Regions from separate parts of the Sus scrofa genome. Here all the other regions are linked to region 1. Evidence: chromatin contacts called from public Hi-C data. All regions are on one chromosome and are shown on one strand. The core of a region is the stretch at or near the end of the contact, and the rest is flanking DNA. Distances in the headings are between cores, read along the strand shown. Region 1 holds the start of RIPK1 (receptor-interacting serine/threonine-protein kinase 1). Region 2 holds the start of BPHL (biphenyl hydrolase like). Region 3 holds the start of NQO2 (ribosyldihydronicotinamide dehydrogenase [quinone]).

Region 1 (2,779 bases), core at 75-2,574:
ATGCAAGTGCATGTGTCTCTTTTAAGTAGAGCTTTGTCCGGATAGATGCCCAAGAGTGGGATTGCAGGGTCATATGGAAGTTCTATGTATAGATTTCTAAGGTATCTCCAAACTGTTCTCCATAGTGGCTGTACCAGTTTACATTCCCACCAACAGTGCAGGAGGGTTCCCTTTTCTCCACAGCCCCTCCAGCACTTGGTATTTGTGGATTTATTAATGATGGCCATTCTGACTGGTGTGAGGTGATATCTCATGGTAGTTTTGATTTGCATCTTTTTTTTTTTTTAAACTATAGCCCTCCTAACTTCCTCTGTCCCCATAAAAGTGTCCTCCTCTCCATTTTTGCTGGGGCTTTGCACACAGCTTCCTACAGTTGCAGACCCTGAAATGCAATCCTTTGTGGATCATGAATAAACCTTTTTTTTGAGAAATAGTTGGCAGTCTATTTTAAGTCAATAGGATGTACTGGTATCTCATTGCTGTTTAAAATCACAGTTTCTGGAGTTCTCTCGTGGCACAGCAGGTTAAGAGCCCAGCATTGTGACTGCAGTGGCTCAGGTTGCTTTAATGACATGGGGTCTATCCCAGGCCCAGGAACTTCCACATGCTGCTTGAGTGCAGCCAAAATAAATAAATGAATAAGAAGAAATTCATAATTTCCTAGTGACTTCTAATATTGACCATCTTTTCACATGCCATCTATATGGTAAAGTGACTGTTCAGATCTTTTGCCCATTTTCTTACTGCGATGTTCCTTTTCTTAGGTTTTTACTTCATTTTGGGTAATACTGTTTTAATATATGTGCTTTTTCTTAGTTTGTGGCATCTCATTCTCTTGATGTATGTACCGTTTTACAGTATGTTATCACGCTGTGTATAAGCTTTTTAACGTAACACTAGAGCAAGTATTTCCCATTTTGCTTGAGACTTCCCAATTATCATTGCAAAAGACTGCAAAATAAATACCTTGCTCTTCTACTCTAAAATCCAGAGTAGATTTTATTATCCTCGCTGTACAGGTGAGGGAGATGAGAGCATGATAATTGCCTATAGTTCCAGCGCCGCTGACCCGCGGAGCTGAGAACTCCCCTGGGGCTGCATGCCCCACCTGGGAGGTTTCTAAGAGTGGTTTCTAAGACTCCGCGCACTTCCTCTCCGGGCCTCCGGACTCGCTCTGAAACGCAGCAAAGCCGCGACATCTGGCTGGGCGCACTCCAGGTTCCGAAAGCTGTCCAGGAGGCCCGGCCGGCGGCGGGGCGGGCGCTCGGCTCGCCCTCCTCCGGGGCAGGGGCAGGGGCAGAAGGCGGAGCGAGCAGTCCACGCCCTCCTCCGGCCGAGCTCACTCAGTCGGCGCGCAGGCGACGGGGACACCGGATCGGCTTTCTGGAGCGCCGGTCCCGGCGGGCCCACTCCGCGAGGGCCGGAGCGCGCCGACCCACGGGGCAGCAGGCGGCGGACGGCGGGCTCGCGCAGCCGGGGGCGGGGAGCGCGGGGCCGCCCCGCCGGTGTCGCAGCCGACGGCTCAGCCCGCGGCGACCCTCGTCAGGCTCCGCGCCGGCGACGCTGCCGGGCGTCGGGGCAATCCTGGACTGCCCCCGCCGCCTCGTCCTCCACCCGGCCCCGGCCCCCGCCTCGGCCTCGGGAAGCTGCCCGCGGAAGCGAAAGCGAATCCTTCGGTGGGTCTGCGCTGGGAACCCGGACCGCGGTCAGGTTCCCCGAACGGCTTCCGCCCAGGGCGGGGCTCCCGCTTCCGGCGCGCGGGCGGCGGGCGGGCGACCGCGTTCCGGACGGACGGGGCGGCGGGCCGGTCAGGTGGTGAGCGTGGCCGTCGGCGTTCCCGGAAGTCAGGCTGTGGGCGTGGCCCGCGACCTCGTTCCGGGCGGCGGGGTTCTCCGCGGGTCGGACCAGGGACGCGGGTCCGGCGACGGGTGCTGGGCGCGGCCCGCGGCGCTCCCGGGGTCTGGCGGTGGGCGTGGCCCAGGCCTTCCCGGAAGTCGGCCGGCGGTCCGCGCGGGGTGGGCGTGGCCCAGGCGTTCCCGGAAGTCGGGCGCGGGCCGGTTACCTGGCCGCAGCGCGGCGGCTCCCCGCTGGCGGGTGGTTTCGGTCTGGCGGTCCGAGGGCGGAGCCCTGCCTCCCCTGTGATGTTGGAACCAACCGACGCCGTTCCCGCTGTCGAGCTGGTGGGGGAGGTGGGGTTTCACGGCGGTGTCATTGAGCCCGGCCTCCTTACCGCCCTTCGGAAGGACCTTCGCCTGGGGCCTGGGGCCGCCGCGGCTCGCGGGACGGGGGCGTTTCCGCGTAGCCTCGGCCGGGAGCCGGCAAGTGGGAGAGAAGGGTCCACAGCGACGAAGGGGCAGGATGTCGTAACCCCAGGAGGCCTCGTCCGTGGCCAGTGGCGTTTGCTCTTACCAAGCGCTCCACGACCTCGTCGGAGTTTTTGAAGAGGGCGAGCTAAGTTCTTCTTCCCTGAGCCGTGGACAAAACCCCGCCGGAGGCGTGGTGGTTGGTTGTCTCGGCCTGTTGCTGATCGTTTGGCAGCTCCTTGCTCAGAGCTCTTGTGTATCTTGGACAAAGCCTGAAGCCTTTGCACTCAACCAACTTTGCCGAAGTTCTTCGGTCTTTAGACCACTGTTCTTACCCCAAGTTTTACACTCGGAGAAATCAAGGCAGGAGTGAACTTGGCCCTGTAGAGTGACTTCGTGCTTGATCTGCATTTTGTAACCATCAGGTAGGTGCAAAAGAAAGGGAGACAGTCGTGGTCAGTTATACGTGCGGGGAA
Region 2 (2,782 bases), core at 130-2,629, 42 kb after region 1:
GGTCGCTGTGGTCACAGTCTTTGTTTTGGTCCATAATACGAAGTTAGGTTTTCAACAACACCAAAAAGGAGTTATTTCTCACAAGATGTTTTTGGTTGGTTTTTTTTTCTTTTCTTTTCTTTTCTTTTTAGGGCCACACCAACAGCATATGGAAGTTCCCTGGCTAGAGGTCGAATCTACAGCCGCAGCTCCAGCCTACACCACAGCCACAGCCACACCAGGTCCGAGCCACTTCTGCGACCTACACCACAGCTCATGGCAACGGCAGATCTTTAACCCAGTGACTGAGGCCAGAGATGGAACCGCGTCCTCATGGATACCATTCAGGTTTGTTTCCGCTGAGCCACGATGGGAAATCCTCCATGCGGGAAATTGATGTGGTATCTTTATGTTGAAATAAGAAATATTGTAGCATAATCCATATTTAAGCCAAATGTGCCTTCAGTGCTCAAGAAGCTGCAGCGGGCTAGTGAGGACGCTGCAGGTAGCAGAACCTTCGGTCCATAACACCTAGAAGCCTTGTGCACAGACCCTGACAGGCGAAGGGGCGGGGCGGGGGCGAAATCACGTAAATAGGAAAGCAAGCTGTCTCCAACTCAAGCCAAGGCTACACAGCAGCCACCACCGTGCTATTACTTTCAGGTAAGGTAGGGCAGGGCATAGCCGCAATGAAACGGTAGTTGTTTTTTTCCCTATTGAATCTTCGATTGCAGATAATGTTTCTAACCTTTAGAGCTTGAATTACATGGTCTGAAGAAGGAAAATTCACTAGCGGTAAAATACGCATAAAATCTCTCATGTTAACCATCTTTAAGTGCACAGTCTATGCTCATTTTGCGCAAACAGCAGCACCTCCCCTGCGCAACTCCCTTCTCCCAAAACCGCGACGCTGACGCCCTTGGGAACTAACTGCCCCTCCCCAGGCCCTGGCGCCCACCGTCCTCTGTGACCTGCCGGCTGCAGGGCCCTCACACCCCGGAACTAGGTTCTTCCGTGCGGCCCTTCCCCCTGGAGGCGGGCAGTGTCCTTTACGCGGACACACTGGACCCTCAGTCCACAAGCACCTGGGCTCCCCCTCCGCCGAGGAAGGCGCCGCGCCCTTGCTCGTCTGCACGATCGGAAGCTCTGACTTAATCTCGGGGGTCCCCGCTTCCCACACCCTCGCCAACACTCATTAATTTCTGGGGGTTTTGAGACGTGGCCTCCTAGCGGGTGCGCGGAAGTAGGAAGAAAAAAATCAAGGCCCTCAGGACAGGTGGGCTGGCGCATGCGTGTTCCGGGAGGTGCGGGCGGGGCTGGGCTCTGGGCGGCCGGCGGGCCCGGCGCATGCGTGTTCCGGGCGGCGCGGCGGGGGGACAGCGGCCTGCGGAGCCCGCGCATGCGCGCTCCGGGGGCGGGCGCGAACTGGGACCATGGCGGCGGCGCTGGGCAGTCGGGGCGCGCGGCGGCTGCTGCTGCTCCTTTCGGCGCTGAAGCCAGGGCTCCACGTCCCCAGGGCCGGGCCCTCGGCCGCGTTCAGGTAAGAGAGCCGCTCCACTCCGGGACCCCGCGTTGTCGTCCGCGCGCTCGGGTCGGCGGGAGCGGAGCCGGGAGCCGCGCTGGGTGTGCGGCCGAGGGGGCGCGGCGGAGGGGGCGCGGCCGGAGCCCGGAGGAGACGCTGGCCGCCCTCGGTCGCACGCGCTCGAGGCGGGCTGGACTCCCACCGCCGCTCCCGGGCCTGCGGGCGGCACTCTGAGCTGTCCCGTCAGAGGCCAGCCTGCACCCCGTCAGCTCGCACAGTCGCGGGCCCCGGTCCCCGAGCCTTGCCGCCGTGTGCTGACCTCGACCGGGACGGGCGGGACGATCCCCTGGGAGCCTGGGAAATGCAGACGCCGGGCCGGAGGTTGGGAATCCGCCTTTCTCTCCTTTGACACTCCCACCCCGCCCCCTACACACGATTTAAGAGAAAGCCACCAAGAGCTGGTTAATCTCCGACCCACAGTCTTAAAGTGGGGGCCCTAGTCCCCAGCAGAAAATGTGGAAAGAGCTGCATGAAGCTGCTTTGGCTTTATTCTCTGCGTACCTGCGCGCGCGCACACGGTCACGGCCACACGCACAGGGACGAGCACTCTAACTGTCCAAGGGTCAGTTCTGTTCCTGACTACGAAGAAAAGTCAAATGCGAGGTGGGTGCCTGGCCCCTAGAACTTCTTTCTCTAGTGTGGAAACGTCTCTTGCAAACTTAACTTGGAAGGAGAAATGAGAAAAAAATCTGTCCAGCTTTCCGTCTTTGTGTTGTGATTGATTGGTTGTTGAATTTGATTTAGGTTCTTTAGTCTCATTTTAGATCTTTTACAAGATTTTCAGGACTGTTTTGATGCAGAGGGAAAATGTGTCAGTGTCAGCAAAAACCGTGTAAGTCAGCATTGAAAAATGCCCATTTATCCCGTTCCTGCAGAAAGGGATTGGTATGAGGTGACTGTGATTGCACCAAGTCGGGTTACAGTGGGTCATTTAATGGTTGCAGGAAGGCCCCATCCACTTAGCAGTGCAAATCATTCCTCTTAAAATATCTCTGAAAAACAGGTTTCTCTGGATTTTGAACTGCTGTTTTACAAATGCAGTTGCAATTGGTATGACTTGTAACGAGAGCAGCCCTGTGGTATAGGTAGGTACAAGCACTCCTGTGAAACTTTTGCTTCAAAGCAGCTGGTGCCCCACCTACCCTGAGTTGTGTTGCAAAACTTTCTGTTAGTCGGCTCTTTGGAACTGCCTCTTCGTATTTCATCATCTGTAAAGTGGTT
Region 3 (3,129 bases), core at 138-2,637, 48 kb before region 1:
GATTCCCACGCCAAGGCCTAGCGGCTCCCAGGCTGGTTCCAGCACCCGCTCCTCCGCAGTCACCGGGTCCTTCCGGGGATCCACACCACCCGGAGGTCTGGCTGTTTTCCTTGTTAGTCCTCACCAAACACAAAGGACGTGAACCCACCTGCCCCCCGACGCCCGCACAAGAGCGTGGCTCACCCTCCTCGGAAGGAATTCCACCCTCCGCGATTCCGGAGGGCCTGCTCCTACCGCTCTCACTTGGTCTCGTTTACTTTCTGGGACACAAAGACATCATCTCAGTGCGCCTCACAAGAAAGGAGGAAAAGCAACATTTCATCTTTGAGGCATTGGAGTGCCTTGGGAAACGGCCGCAGCACTCCCTCCAGCAAAGGTCCTCCAGGACCTCCCCCCGGGCTCACAAGACACGATGGCCTGTCCGCTGCTGCACGAGGGCGTGTCAGAGAGAGGCTGTGTCCGCCCTTCTGGACCCAAGGAAAACAGCAGCAGCAGGCGGCCCGCCCCCGGCTCTGGTGCGCAAACAGCGGCTGCAGTTCTTTTCGTTAGGAACGTTATGACGGCCAGGCACACCTGCCTTCTGCTCTTCAGGGCCATCCCAGGACACCGGAAATAAGGGGTGTAGAGTTTGGGGAGGCTCCTTGGGTGGGTGGCATGGTGGATGGGCTACTAAATGAGGTGGCACAAGCCAGACAGCGCTGGAGACAGAAAAAGACAATTAGCCCAAACTGCACACCAGCCGCCCTCCCCGACACACCCACAGACTCCGGTTCAGTACGTCTGCCTTCCAGAGGATCTCCTTGGACTGGGACTCTCACCCCGCGTGCCCTTTTTCCGGCTTCCCCCAAAGAAAACATCTGGCCAAGCCACACTGCGTCGCCATAGGAACACACCATTCCCATCACCCCAGGGCCCGCCCCTCCTGATGCCCTGTCGCAGCCATGCACCTCCAACTCCTGGGGACAACTAATCTGTTCTCCGTTTCTAGAAGTCTTATCTCAAGAGTGTTACAGAAACGGAATGGTACACTCTGGACCCTTTTGGGATTGGTGTTTTTCATTCAGCATAATTCTCTGGAGATTGGCACTGACTGTGGGGTGTATCATTACTTTGTCCTTTGTATTGCTGAGTGGTGCGCCGCCTACCTTCCGCTTTTACCCTGGACACGCGCCTGGGGATGGAGGAGGCAGGAGGGCACCTCTCTTCCCAGCGCGGGGTTCCCACCAGCCCCTCCCCCAGAGCCACCGGATCATGCGGGGACTTGAGGGGCGGGGCGCGCGTGTGCCCGAGCCCGGGGGCGGGGACAAGGGCGGGACGAGGCGCGCGCAAGGCGGGGCTTAGGGGAGGGGCGGGGCGCCAAGGGTGGGAGGAAATTCTCCAAGGGCGCCAAGGGTGGTCCGAACAGAACCAGGATCTGGCGAAGAGCGCGTGGGGTGGGGCTTAGGGGCGAGGCGGGCAAGGGGGCGGTGCCAGGACGGCGGCAGGGGCTTGGGCACGGGCTGCGCTGGAAGGAGGGCGGAGAAGAGGGCGTAGACGCGCGGCCGAATCCCTGCGCCAAACCTCGCGCAGCCTTCCCGCTGCGCCCCTCAGGCGTCGGCTCGTGCGCGGCCCGCGCTGCGAGAACGTAGTTTGGGTGCCGGCCATTTTCCCGGAGGGCATCCACGACCTACCCCTCGTCCCAGGCGTGCGCTGGCCGAGGTGAGTGCCCTCGCCTTCCCGAGGCCGGGCTTGGGGACCCTTCCCAGGGCGAGGGGTTCCGCGGGTTTCGCTCCCCAAGACCTCTCCTGCGTGCGGGGCGGGGCGCAGGTGTGAGCAGGCCCTTCGCTGTGCTCAGCCCCTGTCCTCGGTCCTGCACGTCGGGCCGCGCTGACCCCGGCTGCAGACCGGAAGCGGGCAGCCTGGGGTGGCGCGAGGGCGGCGCGGTGACCAGGCCCGGGACTGCGGACAGCCCGGGTCTGGCTCAGCTCCTGCCTCGGGGACCGCGCAGACTCTACCGGGACCTGAAACTCAGCTTCGTTAACCTCAGTCTCGGTGACTCTCAGCCAAAGAAATTCAGGAATAGGAACGAGGGTTCCTCAGATGCCTCCTGCACCCCTATTTATACATAGTTTGGGGGATGAAAAAACCCAAGCGCGGAGAGAGAGACAGACTCGGATGGCCGCGCAGACAGTGGAGTGGCCGCTAGTGAGTGGTAACCCGCTGATAGAAAGAGACGGGCTGGGCTGCTCTTGGGGAAAGAGGCTTAGGAAATAGAGTTAGAACGCCGTGAACTAGCTTCTGGATGCTGATGAGGATGAAATGATAGGCCTCGAGACTATCAGCCCATTTGACGTGCTGTGAGATACAAGCGTGTAATATTTCCTCCCGTTGACCTGGCAAGTACAGAATTTCTAGGGAAGGAGAGCCCTAGCCCTGCTGTGGAAGGAGGAAGGAAGGCCAGGAAGGTGGCTGAGGAGGTGACCCGCTGCGCGCAGCGGGTCAAGAGCCTGGCTTGAGGCTTTGTTCAGAACAGCAGCCTACTTCTCAGGCCTGTTTGTCATTCTGTACAACTAGGGACTCCGACCCACTGGGGACCAGAAACACCAGGGCGTCCTGGGGCCTGGCAGGGGGCGTAAATGGGTGAGCTGGGTGGAGCAGAGCGGTGGGGACTGGGGAGGCCTGGGGCTGCAGGGGAAGGCGTGCCCACTGTGGGCATTGCAGTGAAAGCTGAAACCAGAGTGTGTCTAAGCCCTCCGCCGAGGAGGCTTAAGATGAGGTGGCCCTGAGTCTGCCAGGACACAGCTGACCTATCCCAGGTCACCAGGTCGTGGCACTCCTGCATAGCACACTCAGGGTGGAATCCCGCCCCTGTGCTCCAGACCAGAGCTCCCACCAGCTCTGTTTCAGCCACGGTGCGTCAGGCCAGCTTTCTTGAAACCCCCACCAGTCCCTACCTCCTGCTTTGCACCTGCCCTTCCCTCTGCCTCAAGCTGCCCTGGCAGGGCCTCCCCTCCCCGCCTGCCTACCTCCCTCACTGTGGTTTTGCTCTCCTAGATCTTGGGGGTCCCTGAGGAGGTGAGCGTGCCTGACAGCCCAGGGCCCAGCCCACGGGATCTTCTGTGCCAGGACTGACAGCAGACCCTCCTCCCG

Evidence for each region. A called contact is a pair of places that touch in the nucleus more often than the background predicts.
Region 2: a contact with region 1 is called in a Hi-C map of liver, with 4 times the contacts expected there. The contact joins the promoter of BPHL here to the promoter of RIPK1 in region 1. A contact is called at or near these places in 4 of 5 promoter capture datasets (fetal liver, fetal skeletal muscle, liver and 1 more), 14 of 47 Hi-C or Micro-C datasets (alveolar macrophages, blood, embryonic fibroblasts and 4 more) and 2 of 2 datasets of contacts at active chromatin or transcription factors (alveolar macrophages and skeletal muscle).
Region 3: a Hi-C map of liver shows a contact between it and region 1, with 2.0 times the contacts expected there. The contact joins the promoter of NQO2 here to the promoter of RIPK1 in region 1. A contact is called at or near these places in 1 of 47 Hi-C or Micro-C datasets (liver) and 1 of 2 datasets of contacts at active chromatin or transcription factors (alveolar macrophages).

Annotation. Positions count from the first base shown.
Region 1 is chr7:1,839,819-1,842,597 of Sscrofa11.1, forward strand. It overlaps RIPK1 (receptor-interacting serine/threonine-protein kinase 1), which reads left to right and starts at 1,325. Exons shown (of 12, transcript XM_005665537.3): 1 at 1,325-2,728.
Region 2 is chr7:1,881,352-1,884,133 of Sscrofa11.1, forward strand. BPHL (biphenyl hydrolase like) reads left to right here and starts at 1,380. Exons shown (of 8, transcript NM_001243485.1): 1 at 1,380-1,519. The coding sequence starts at 1,413.
Region 3 is chr7:1,791,358-1,794,486 of Sscrofa11.1, forward strand. It overlaps NQO2 (ribosyldihydronicotinamide dehydrogenase [quinone]), which reads left to right and starts at 1,388. Exons shown (of 7, transcript XM_021100118.1): 1 at 1,388-1,698; 2 at 3,034-3,129. LOC102159819 (a long non-coding RNA gene) reads right to left here and starts at 1,287. Exons shown (of 2, transcript XR_304239.3): 1 at 1,146-1,287; 2 at 1-698.